Linked DNA regions of Zea mays: regions 2 and 3 are each linked to region 1. A link is a contact called in public Hi-C data. All regions are on one chromosome and are shown on one strand. The core of a region is the stretch at or near the end of the contact, and the rest is flanking DNA. Distances in the headings are between cores, read along the strand shown.

What was found. Hi-C and Micro-C count contacts between places; a contact is called where the count stands out from the background.
Region 2: a contact with region 1 is called in a Hi-C map of ear, with 2.0 times the contacts expected there. The contact joins the promoter of LOC100276792 here to the promoter of LOC103654263 in region 1. A contact is called at or near these places in 3 of 25 Hi-C or Micro-C datasets (ear, leaf and tassel).
Region 3: a Hi-C map of root tip shows a contact between it and region 1, with 3 times the contacts expected there. The contact joins the promoter of LOC732791 here to the promoter of LOC103654263 in region 1. A contact is called at or near these places in 8 of 25 Hi-C or Micro-C datasets (bundle sheath, ear, endosperm and 4 more).

The regions. Positions count from the first base shown.
Region 1 is chr4:188,230,475-188,234,063 of Zm-B73-REFERENCE-NAM-5.0, forward strand. It overlaps LOC103654263 (protein trichome birefringence-like 28), which reads right to left and starts at 1,359. Exons shown (of 4, transcript XM_035967465.1): 1 at 708-1,359; 2 at 1-583.
Region 2 is chr4:188,388,833-188,392,380 of Zm-B73-REFERENCE-NAM-5.0, forward strand. LOC100276792 reads left to right here and starts at 2,206. Exons shown (of 1, transcript NM_001150503.2): 1 at 2,206-3,548. The coding sequence starts at 2,253.
Region 3 is chr4:188,075,252-188,078,633 of Zm-B73-REFERENCE-NAM-5.0, forward strand. LOC732791 (pyruvate dehydrogenase 1) reads left to right here and starts at 2,071. Exons shown (of 8, transcript NM_001308504.1): 1 at 2,071-2,980; 2 at 3,082-3,161. The coding sequence starts at 2,299. It overlaps LOC100381405, which reads left to right. Exons shown (of 10, transcript NM_001320805.1): 9 at 1-127; 10 at 671-1,093. The coding sequence ends at 789.

The DNA.
Region 1 (3,589 bases), core at 109-2,608:
CGCCGCCAAGACCTCCCAAACTGATCGCCACACCGTCCACCACGAACGCCGATGAGGTGTTGTAGGACGTCGCGAACGGTCAGACAAGGAACTCTAGCGCCGCAAAAAATCGTGGCCGCCGGACAGGATCGCTGTCGAGAGAGCGCGACCGCACCGCACTGTCGAGGACTCGAAGCTTTGATACCAATTGTCACGTCCCGTGGCCGCCGTCGACGAGAAACGGGGCGTGAGACTCCAACAAACTCGCCTTGCCGCTTCTTCACGAGGAAGATGACTGGTGGTGTTCTGAATATTCTCTTTTCTCCCTTCCCCTGTCCTGACCTAACTGCTCCTTTTGTACATCTCGATTTGGGCCGTGTAGTGGGCTGCAATGGCACCACTTCAGACAAGTGGGTCGGATGTTACATACTCCTTGGCGTAGAAGGTGTTGAGGGAGCCCCGCTTGACGATCTTCTTCCTGCCCTTGGACAGGATGGGCTGCACCAGGCACACCAGCGACTCCCACTGGTTGCGGTTCAGTGAGTCCCCCACGAACATGAGGCGCTTCCCACGCATCGCCTCCATGAATCTCCGAGCGTCGAACCTGCTCAACCGATTGGGGGACCAGACCCATATAATAAAGACGCAATCACACAAGTGGGCATGGAAGACGCGAGCTCGCGATGAGGTAGCAGTAAATGGTGCAGATCTGGAGGAGGAGGACGTACGTGGGGAGGGAACACTCGTTGGGCTGCCATCTCCAGTACTGCCACATGTCGTCGGGGCGGCCGTTGGCGAGGCAGGAGACCTGCTTGGTGAGGAAGGTGCAGTCTTTCTCCCGGTACGCCGGAACGGAGACGTTGTCGAAGACCCATCGGCCGCGGGAGAGGTCGCAGGTGAGCGGGGGCAGCGCGAGGGGCGGCAGGCCGGAGACGTTGTAGAGGTCAGCGTCCGGGTAGAGGTAGTCGTCGATGGAGAGCTCGGCGATGGTGCGGGCGTCCTCGCCGTACATGACGAGCGCGAGGAGGAAGAAGGCGGCGGCGAGCGTGGTGACCGGGGAGCGGCGCGCCGAGGCGAGGAGGGAGCGCGCGGAGGCTGCGAGCGGGGCGAGGAAGGGGCGAGACGACGACTTGGGGGCCGACGAGGTGGTTGTGGTAGTGTTGGGGAGCGCGGGGTCGGAGGTGGAGATGGGCGGCGCCATGGCTGCGGCCGGAGACTGCTCTGCTGCTGGGGGAAGGTGCTGGATGCCGATGGTGGCGACTCCGCGGCAAGGGGACCGAGACGCGACGCGAGGCCAACAAGCCTAGTCCGATCCCGCGGCTGGTAAGGCTTGCTGTTAGTGTTAGGTCCGTCCGGCAACTGTCGGCGTCGGTCCGGCGTGTCAGTGTCTCGTTGCGCTGCCGGATAAGAGTACGCATTTCCAGGTCAACGAATTTTAAGATCGTCGTAACGATGAAAACAAGCATAAGGGGGAGTTTGGTTGCTCCTGCTAAAGTTTAGCTCGGGTCACATCAAGCATTTGACTTTTATATAGGAGTATGAAATATAGACCTAACCAACTGGACTAGATTCGTCTCGTCTTTTAATCTTCGGCTGACAAATTAGTTTTATAATCCGACTACATTTAATACCCGGAACGGAGGTTCAAACATTCGATGAGACAGGGGCTAAATTTTAGCGGGGTGTAACCAAACACCCCCTAAATCAAGCACGGAATAAATCAGATAAAAACAAGCGTACGGCATGCAGAGAGTAGCAATTCAAGGCTACTTGTTGAGCATCACTTTAAGCCGGCGGACGGTTCGACCGTGAGGCCGGACGGTCCATGGTCCAGACAGTCCGTGCCCGTGGACCGGACGGTCCGCGCGTGCGCAGAGCAGTTTAGGGTTTCGACTTTTGTGCTACGGTTGTTACCTAGATTTGCGGAAATAACTCAAAAATTAGTTTGCAAAGGGTCCAGCTCCCTCTATAAATAGAGAGGTATACAGCCGATTTGTGATTATCAATCGAATCAAAAACACTTTTATCTCGCATTTATTTCCTAGGAGTAGTTCTAGTCTAATTTAGCCTTCCGATCCCCAAATTCTTCGCTTCTCTTCGACTCTACATCGATTAGAGGAGTCTAGGTCGGTCTGCCCGAGCCTAGACAACTCCTAGGATCTCTCCTCCCTGACGGGGTCCCTCCCGGGAGCGAGATCCAGGAGCCGCCGACGATCTTCCGCCGCCCCTGCGCACGCGCGGATTGTCCGGCCCCAGGGCGCGGACCGTCCGGCCGTCAGGCAGGAACCCTAGCCTCGCACCAGGCCGCAGACCGTCCGGCACCTGCGCGCGGACCGTCCGCCCCTGTGCAGAGTGCACCGCCGTTGGTTCGTGTTGAGTGTTTGGCGCCCTAAAAAGGTGTCAACATACTTTTTTGGCAACTCCGCTGGGGACGGGGACAACACATCTAGACCCATCAAATCGGCCCTCAATGGCCGGTTCAAAAGATAGCTCTGAAGTCTCCCCCAGCAACATTATAGAGCCGACTTGGGAAACCTTGCCGGCCGACGAACAGCTCCAGTTCGAGGAGCATAAGGAGCATCTGATCCAGGAGGCAAAAGCAAAGTTCTTGGCAAACTTCAAAGTGGACAGGAACAACAAGGTCGTCCGACAACGGGCGATGGATCCGGCTTCGCTTTGACCCACACCAGATATCTCCAATGTAAGTAATACAAACAAGCTGCAATCTCTTAAGAATTATGTAGATGAGCAGCGAGAACAAATGCAAAATTTCATAGGGGGTATGCAAAACGACTATAGGAGACTAGCACGTGCATTTGATAAATCTAGCATTGCAAATTTTCCTTCACACGAGGTTGAGTTAGAAGGTAACACACGTAATACATCGGCTATAGGTTGTCACGACCAATCCCTTTATGGGATACCGATGGACACGTACCCTGAGCAACCGCAAATCGGCAGTAAATCAGTCAATCTGCACATGTCCGGACCGTCCGCCCGTGATCGCGGACCGTCCGGGCCAACCACAGTCGGGCCCATTTTTAATGAGTTACCGAGACATGCACCCGAGCCACCACATATGGCACAGAATCTGAACTACCCAGTCGGACCGTCCGCATACAACGACGGACGGTCCACGTATAATCACGGACGGTCCGGGCCAATGTCCGGACAGTCCGCGCATGACCTTTTTGAGGAGGATTGTTACCTGAATCCTCACTCGTCCCAGCAACACTTCCCTTCACACTATGCAATGCATCAGCCCGTTAATTCAAGATCCAGAGCCTAGGAAAGCTTTCCGGCCCCACCTAGAAGGCCGGAAAGGAACGATCAAACCTATGAACCATATAGGGCAAGTGGCATTGCACCACATAACCAGTGGGGGGGAAGACAACATGCTAATTTCCAGCCAACCCCACCTATGTTTGACCAGAGAGCCAGTGGTCTTGCACCAGCTACCATTGATATAGTAAGGGAAGAAATAGCCGGGGCGTTCCGAGATAAGCTCGGAGTAAGCATGGTCCCTGGGGGCAATCATATCGGAAACCTTATGACAGCCGATTTGATCACCACCCATACCCACAGGGAACCAGGATACCCGAATTCACAA
Region 2 (3,548 bases), core at 956-3,455, 160 kb after region 1:
CAAGAAGCGGGCCGGTGGTGCTCCGACGAGCAATTAGGTGCACCCCGGTGTCTAATTCCCTAGAGTAGGGCCCCAGACACCTTTGACACGCTAGTGGCAAACCCCACTAGTGTGTCAAAGGTGCACAACCTCGCCCCAGCTCCCCCCTTACTTGCCTAAGACCCGACGGGGCGGTGCGAGGCACAGAGGAACTTATACCCTAAAGTCCGAGAGAGAACCACCCGCGAGATCCCCGGCAATGGCGGTCGCTGTTCGTTTCATCGATTTTGTTATGATGACGCGGAGAAGCTGACACCTAGGGTCCACCCGCAAGAGTGTGCCCACGCAGTTGAGACCGGTGAGCGGGCCCACCCGACAGGGCCAGTGAGGGCAAGCTGGCGCACACGTAGGAAATAAAGAGGCTGACGTGTGGGGGCCACATGTTGGCGCCGGGGATCCCCAGTTGGGCCACGCGCGAGAGGTAATTGGGTCGAGGGAAGTGAATCCGGCTCGGCAGTCGGCAGCAGGTTTAGTCTTTCTCTTTTTTCTATTTTCAGTTTTGTTTTCTCCCTAATTCAAATCGTAATTCCAAATCAAATTCAATTTTCAAATTCGAAGAGACAAAATAAAAATTCTAGCATACCAATGCAAAAATATATATATATATTTGCTTATTTATTTACTTATTATTACTTCTCTTTAAGTATATGCTCCAAATTATATAATAAAGATAAACTTACTTATGGCTTATTTTAGGAAAAATATGATGAGTGGTAATTAATTCAAAAATGAATATTTGTTTCCTACTTACTTTGAGTGAGATATATGTACATATGATTATATTTATTTACCTTGGTTTACTCTATTCCGATAGGTGTTTGTATGCATGAAATTTAATAAGTATGAGATTTACCAAATAGGAGTATTTCATATAGGACATCTTACCACCATTTTTACTTAAGACTTCAATTTAAGTATATAACCAAAATTTTATATTTACCATTTCCTAAACATTAAGCTTTAGAGATGTTTCTTATTCCATCATGATACAGTTTTGCAGTGCTACAACTTAGTTCTTACTTCGAAAACAAAATTACTTATGAAATCTTTTGTTTCCCAAAGGGTGCTAGCAGCGCATATGCTTTTGGTTCGTCAACCTCCACCAAAAGTCAGGGGTATATGTTGAGCACCAGAGATGTCCTTGCGGATGGTCCGGCCCTGAGGTCGAACGGTCCGGGGTCCGGACTGTCTGTCGTAGTGGCGCGGACTGGTTCGGACTTTCTGTCGTAGCGGCGCAGACCGTCCACGCGTACGCAGAATCAGTTAGGGTTCTAGATTTCTTACAGGATTTGTTAGCTAAATCTATGGGATTAACTCGAGAACCGACTTATAACAGGTCCAAACCTCTCCCTTTATATAGATGAAGGGTACGACCGATTGAACCTCCACAATCGATCCAATCAACTCTACTTATCGTTTTTAGCTTATATATTAGGAGTATATCTAGTTTAGCCTCCCTCTACCTCAAATCTTCACCTTCGTCCGAACGTACGCAGAAGAGCAGACGCTGCTGCGCCCAGGTCGCGGACCGTCCAGCGCTATGCCGCGGACCGTCTACGCCTCCGCAGAGAGCACCATCAGGTCACTACCCGGAGAAGAACAAGATTAATAACAGCTTAATCGTCGGTTTCGTCGTTCCGCCGATACGTTCTCATTGCGATCAAGGTAGGTTGTTCCCAAGCGCGGGCATGCTAGCCATTGATAGTATGTAATACAAATTAGTGTCGACGCACTTTTTATCGACTCCACTGGAAAAGAAGAAAAATAAGAAGAGTAAGATTTTTTAGTGACATGTCGGATGATGAGGAAACGGAGGAGGATTCCTGAACATCAACCATCCTAAATCAATGGAAGAGCTTCATGATGATATATCTTCCTAATACTATAGTGGTGGAACCACCCCCCCTAGACATACTGATACTACTTTTCTTCCTTTCTTTTAAAAAAAGGAAAACTAATTTGTAGAAAGCAAGGCAAACTCCCAGATCATTATTTAAAAAGCCGCTGGTTGTTTTTGTTTTGTTTGACTGGAATGAAAAGGCCAAGCCGAGGTCGCCGTGGAAGAGTCCGAGGCGCGCAGCCCAACAAGATTGACCTTGAACTTGTCGACCCAGACCACCCAGGTGGAGGTGAGGCGTCCAAGACTCCAAGCAAAGCAAGCAACCTGACATTGCCAATTGCCATCACCATCTTGGCAGAAATCCTCCTCCAAGATGGTCGTTTTGGGCCAACAACGTACGACTCCTCCCACAGGGGGGCTGCTGCCGGAGAAATCCGTGCAGGAGCAGAACTCAGTCTCATCATCTTCCTCCACCCGACAGATGATTGGAGGAGGTATCCAGTGGTGGAGCAGGTCGCTGTGGGTCAAGTCCAGGGCGTGGATCCGGAACCCCATGAACATGGCCCTGTCCGTCTGGATCCTGGCCGTCGGCGTCTCGGGCGCCATCCTCTTCATGGTGATGACGGGGATGCTCAACCGCGTGCTGCCAAGCAAGCCGCGGAGGGACACGTGGTTCGAGGTGAACAACCAGATCCTGAACGCGCTCTTCACCCTCATGTGCCTGTACCAGCACCCGAGGAGGTTCTACCACCTGGCCCTCGTGTGCCGCTGGAAGGCCGGCGACATGCACCAGCTCCGCCAAGCGTACTGCAAGGACGGGGCCTGCAAGCCCAACGAGAGGAAGCACATGACGGCTGTCATCCTGCTGCTCCACCTCAACTGCTTTGCTCAGTACGCGCTCTGTGGCCTCAACCTTGGCTACCGGAGGCCCCGGCGTCCGGTGGTCGGTGTCGCCCTCACCGTAGCGGTCGCCATCTGCGCGCCGGCCGTCGCTGGGATGTACAACAACCTCAGTCCTCTCGGGAGAGACTACGAGGCGCCGGCGCCGGCGGAGGGGATGATAATAAGTGAGGAAGAGTCGCAGCTCCAGCGCAAAACGCCCGACACCGAGAGGCGCTACTCGTTGGTGCCACGGCAAGGACAAGGAGAAGAACCGCAGTGGGTCGGCGGGCTGTGGGAGGACCTGTGGGACGACATGTCGCTGGCGTACCTGTCGCTGTTCTGCAGCTGCTGCGTGTTCGGGTGGAACGCGAGCAGGCTCGGCTTGGGCAACATGTACGTCCACGTCGCCACCTTCGTGCTCCTGTGCCTGGCGCCCTTCTTCATCTTGGACCTGGCGGCCATCAACGTGGACGACGAGGCGGTCAGGGACGCGCTGGGGCTGGCCGGCATCTTCCTCTGCGTGTTCGGCCTGCTCTACGGCGGATTCTGGAGGATCCAGATGCGCAGGCGGTTCGGCCTCCCCGAGAACCGCGCCTGCTGCGGCAAGCCGGACCTCACCGACTGCCTACTGTGGCTCTGCTGCTACCCGTGCTCGCTAGCGCAGGAGGTCCGTACGGCAGACGCCTACGAGGTGGTGGTGGTGCTGGACACGCCGATGCATCGCCATCCGACTCTGCAGGAAGAGCTGGCCACGATGCAGGAGCCACCAGATGAAGAAGAAGGAGGC
Region 3 (3,382 bases), core at 821-3,320, 150 kb before region 1:
GGTCCTTTCCACCCTTCTGGCGCAAGGAAACATGGACTTGATGGCGGCAATAAGCCTGGGCAAAGGGAGAGGGCTGAGGACTGGGAGAGCCTTTCTGCTTCATTTCGACCACAGTACCAGAACCAAGGTGGGTTCAGTACTTCAATCCTGTTTTGTTCCTTAGGACAAAACTATGGTTTTTCTACTTGAGCATCGGAAGTATGTGTATAGCATGTCTGTCTAGCTGTAGTTTTATATAATTAGGATTAAGCTAATTATATAACTATGGTCAAACAGGATTGGCATCTGATGGTCTTCAGATGGAATCACTCTGCCAATCCTGTTTAATCATGTAAGCTTTGGCAGCCCCTGTTGCAACTACAGCTAGAGAGACATGTCAGCTAGAAAGTCTGAAAATGAAATTTGACCTCAGGAGAACACTGCAACGCATCTCTAGCGTGACATCATTATCTTCTATTTAGAACCTAATATGATATTTGTTGAGTTTTTATAAGCTATTATGCAGGACACTTGACAATGCCCAATAGTTCATTATGATCATTTGACATTTATCATCACTTCTATGCAAACTCTTTTATTGGAAGTTTGGAGTAGGACTGGGATAATTGCAAGACATAAAATGTGCACAGCTATATGTTACACTAAAACATTTCCATTTTTCTGAATGCAGCACTCAGTGATCTATTTGTCCATTATGTCGACGCGTGGAAGACATGGTATTCTGAATTTGCTCAAGGCAGCAGCATCATGCAACAACACTTTGGTCATCCTGTTAACCATTTTTTGTAGGCAAATTTTAGGGCCAAGCATTGCAGTTCTTAGTGCATGCTTGTGTATTTTACCTGTACAATCTGTTAAAACGGAGGAAACAAAGACATGATTGAGCCTAGGGTTCATTGTATTTACTCAATGCAGGATGTTTCTAGGCTATTTCAGGTGGAACTATTAGAGAGGGATACCCCAGGAGTGTGAGGTGTTTCCCAATCTCTCTAATAGAAACATCATGATCATCTCACTTCTGTGGGTTCTCTATTGTTAATTGTTGTTTATGTGCTTACCTATGTGGATTCTAAAACTTCCTCTGTCACCGGCCATGCTGATGAAACATGTCATAATGAAGTATACCTTGTGTATGTCTATCACGACAAAAAAAAAGGATTGTATTCAAATTAAATTTCAGAAACAATCACTCAAATATTATTCATTATTTCCTTTTTGTTGTGGTCATAAAAGTCCCAGGCCTGGGCTGTATGGCCGTATTCTGATTGTGCAAAAACAGCTGGTCCAATTGTCTTGCCTTAATTTTATGCAGAAGATATTGGATCACAATTTATATGCATAAGATATTGCCTTAATTGGTGTATTTTGAGTAAATGAATCTGACTAAAACAGTAGTACATTGCTCTATCACAATCATGAGCTAAGATGCCCTGGCCCACCGAACGCTGTACAACGCTTCAAATGGATGGTTTGATCGAGACATGTTCCAAGTGATTGGCTCCTCTCCATTGCCTTTTGGTTCGTCCACCTAATATTTTTAATCAAATGTTCCCAGTTCCCTGACGTCATCGACAGGGACACTAAGGCCCTGTTTCAATCTCGCGAGATAAACTTTAGCAGCTTCTTTTTAGCTACTTTTAGCCGTTTATAATCTAAACAGGAGAGCTAATGGTGGTAATTGAAGCTAAACTTTAGCACTTCAATTCATATAGCTAAAGTTTAGCAGGAAGCTAAAGTTTATCCCGTGAGATTGAAACGGGGCCTAATATCCACCAACCCCATTCATGTGAGCTACAAAGCTGTTCTCTTGGCTACAATTTGATATCAAATTGATCTGGTTTGTCCCTTAGTACATTTCAGATCTTGGTGCAAATAAGAAAGTTCTGATCTACTTGCAGCTGCAGCCACTTGCGCTACTAATAATTTCTCAAGAGTGAAAAAAACCAAAGGTACACTGGCCTGCTTCGAACATTATGCTAACCAGGCAACACGTTTTATAATCGAGAAAGATCAGATACCATACGAAAATGGTATTTAAATGTCAATGAGATGCTCTTGCTCTCCAAATAAATTGTTGTCATTTGTTAAGCATATTGCAAATCTATTAGGACAATCGCGGTCTGCGCCGTCAGCCTGCCAAGCTCAGCGGGGCGGAGGCAGGCCAAACCAACCCACCTCCAACACAAGCGAATAAAAGTCTCGCGTCTATCTTCTTCCTTCCTTCCTTCCTACCAACCTCCCCTCCCTCCCCACGCCCACCGCCCCGCATCCACCCCGAAACCCTAGTGGATCGTCGCCATGGCCGCAGCCGCCCTCATTCGCCGCCTCCCCGCTGCCCGGGCCCAGGCCCCGGCATTCATGGCGGCGCGACCGATCTCCGACTCCACGGCAGCGTTCACCATCGAGACATCTGTCCCTTTCACCTCCCACCTCGTCGACCCACCCTCGCGTGATGTCACCACCACCCCCGCTGAGCTCGTCACCTTCTTCCGCGACATGTCCCTCATGCGCCGCATGGAGATCGCGGCCGACTCCCTCTACAAAGCCAAGCTTATCCGTGGGTTCTGCCACCTCTACGACGGCCAGGAGGCCGTCGCCGTCGGCATGGAGGCCGCCATCACCCGCTCCGATTCCATCATCACCGCCTACCGCGACCACTGTACCTACCTCGCCCGCGGAGGGGACCTCGTCTCCGCCTTCTCCGAGCTGATGGGCCGCGAGGCTGGGTGCTCCCGCGGGAAGGGCGGATCCATGCATTTCTACAAGAAGGACGCCAATTTCTACGGTGGGCACGGCATCGTAGGCGCTCAGGTGCCCCTCGGATGCGGCCTGGCCTTCGCTCAAAAGTACAAGAAGGAGGACACGGCCACGTTCGCGCTCTATGGTGACGGTGCGGCTAACCAGGGACAGCTCTTTGAGGCTCTCAACATTTCGGCCCTCTGGAAGCTGCCTGCCATATTGGTCTGCGAGAACAACCATTGTGAGTTCGTGCATCAATTCCGGGAATCGGGGTTGGATTGAGATAAATCTGATTACATTATGACAAATATAACGTGGTCTGGGTTTGATTCTTTTGTATAGATGGGATGGGAACAGCGGAGTGGAGGGCAGCAAAGAGCCCTGCCTACTACAAGCGTGGCGACTATGTGCCTGGATTGAAGGTAATTATTCTTTGTGTTTGCTCGTATAGTGTCTGAATTCACGATAGTTTAGGTTCTTGGTATGTTTGAATGTTTATGGTGGTTTTATATGTGGCCTTTGGCTCTATGTTATCTGTGTTGCACCCTTTAGTTGCTGAATAGGGTTTGTCCATTGATCAAAGCATACAGGCATACAATTGAGTGGGGATGGCATATAGAAACATCTTGTATTGATTTGAAAT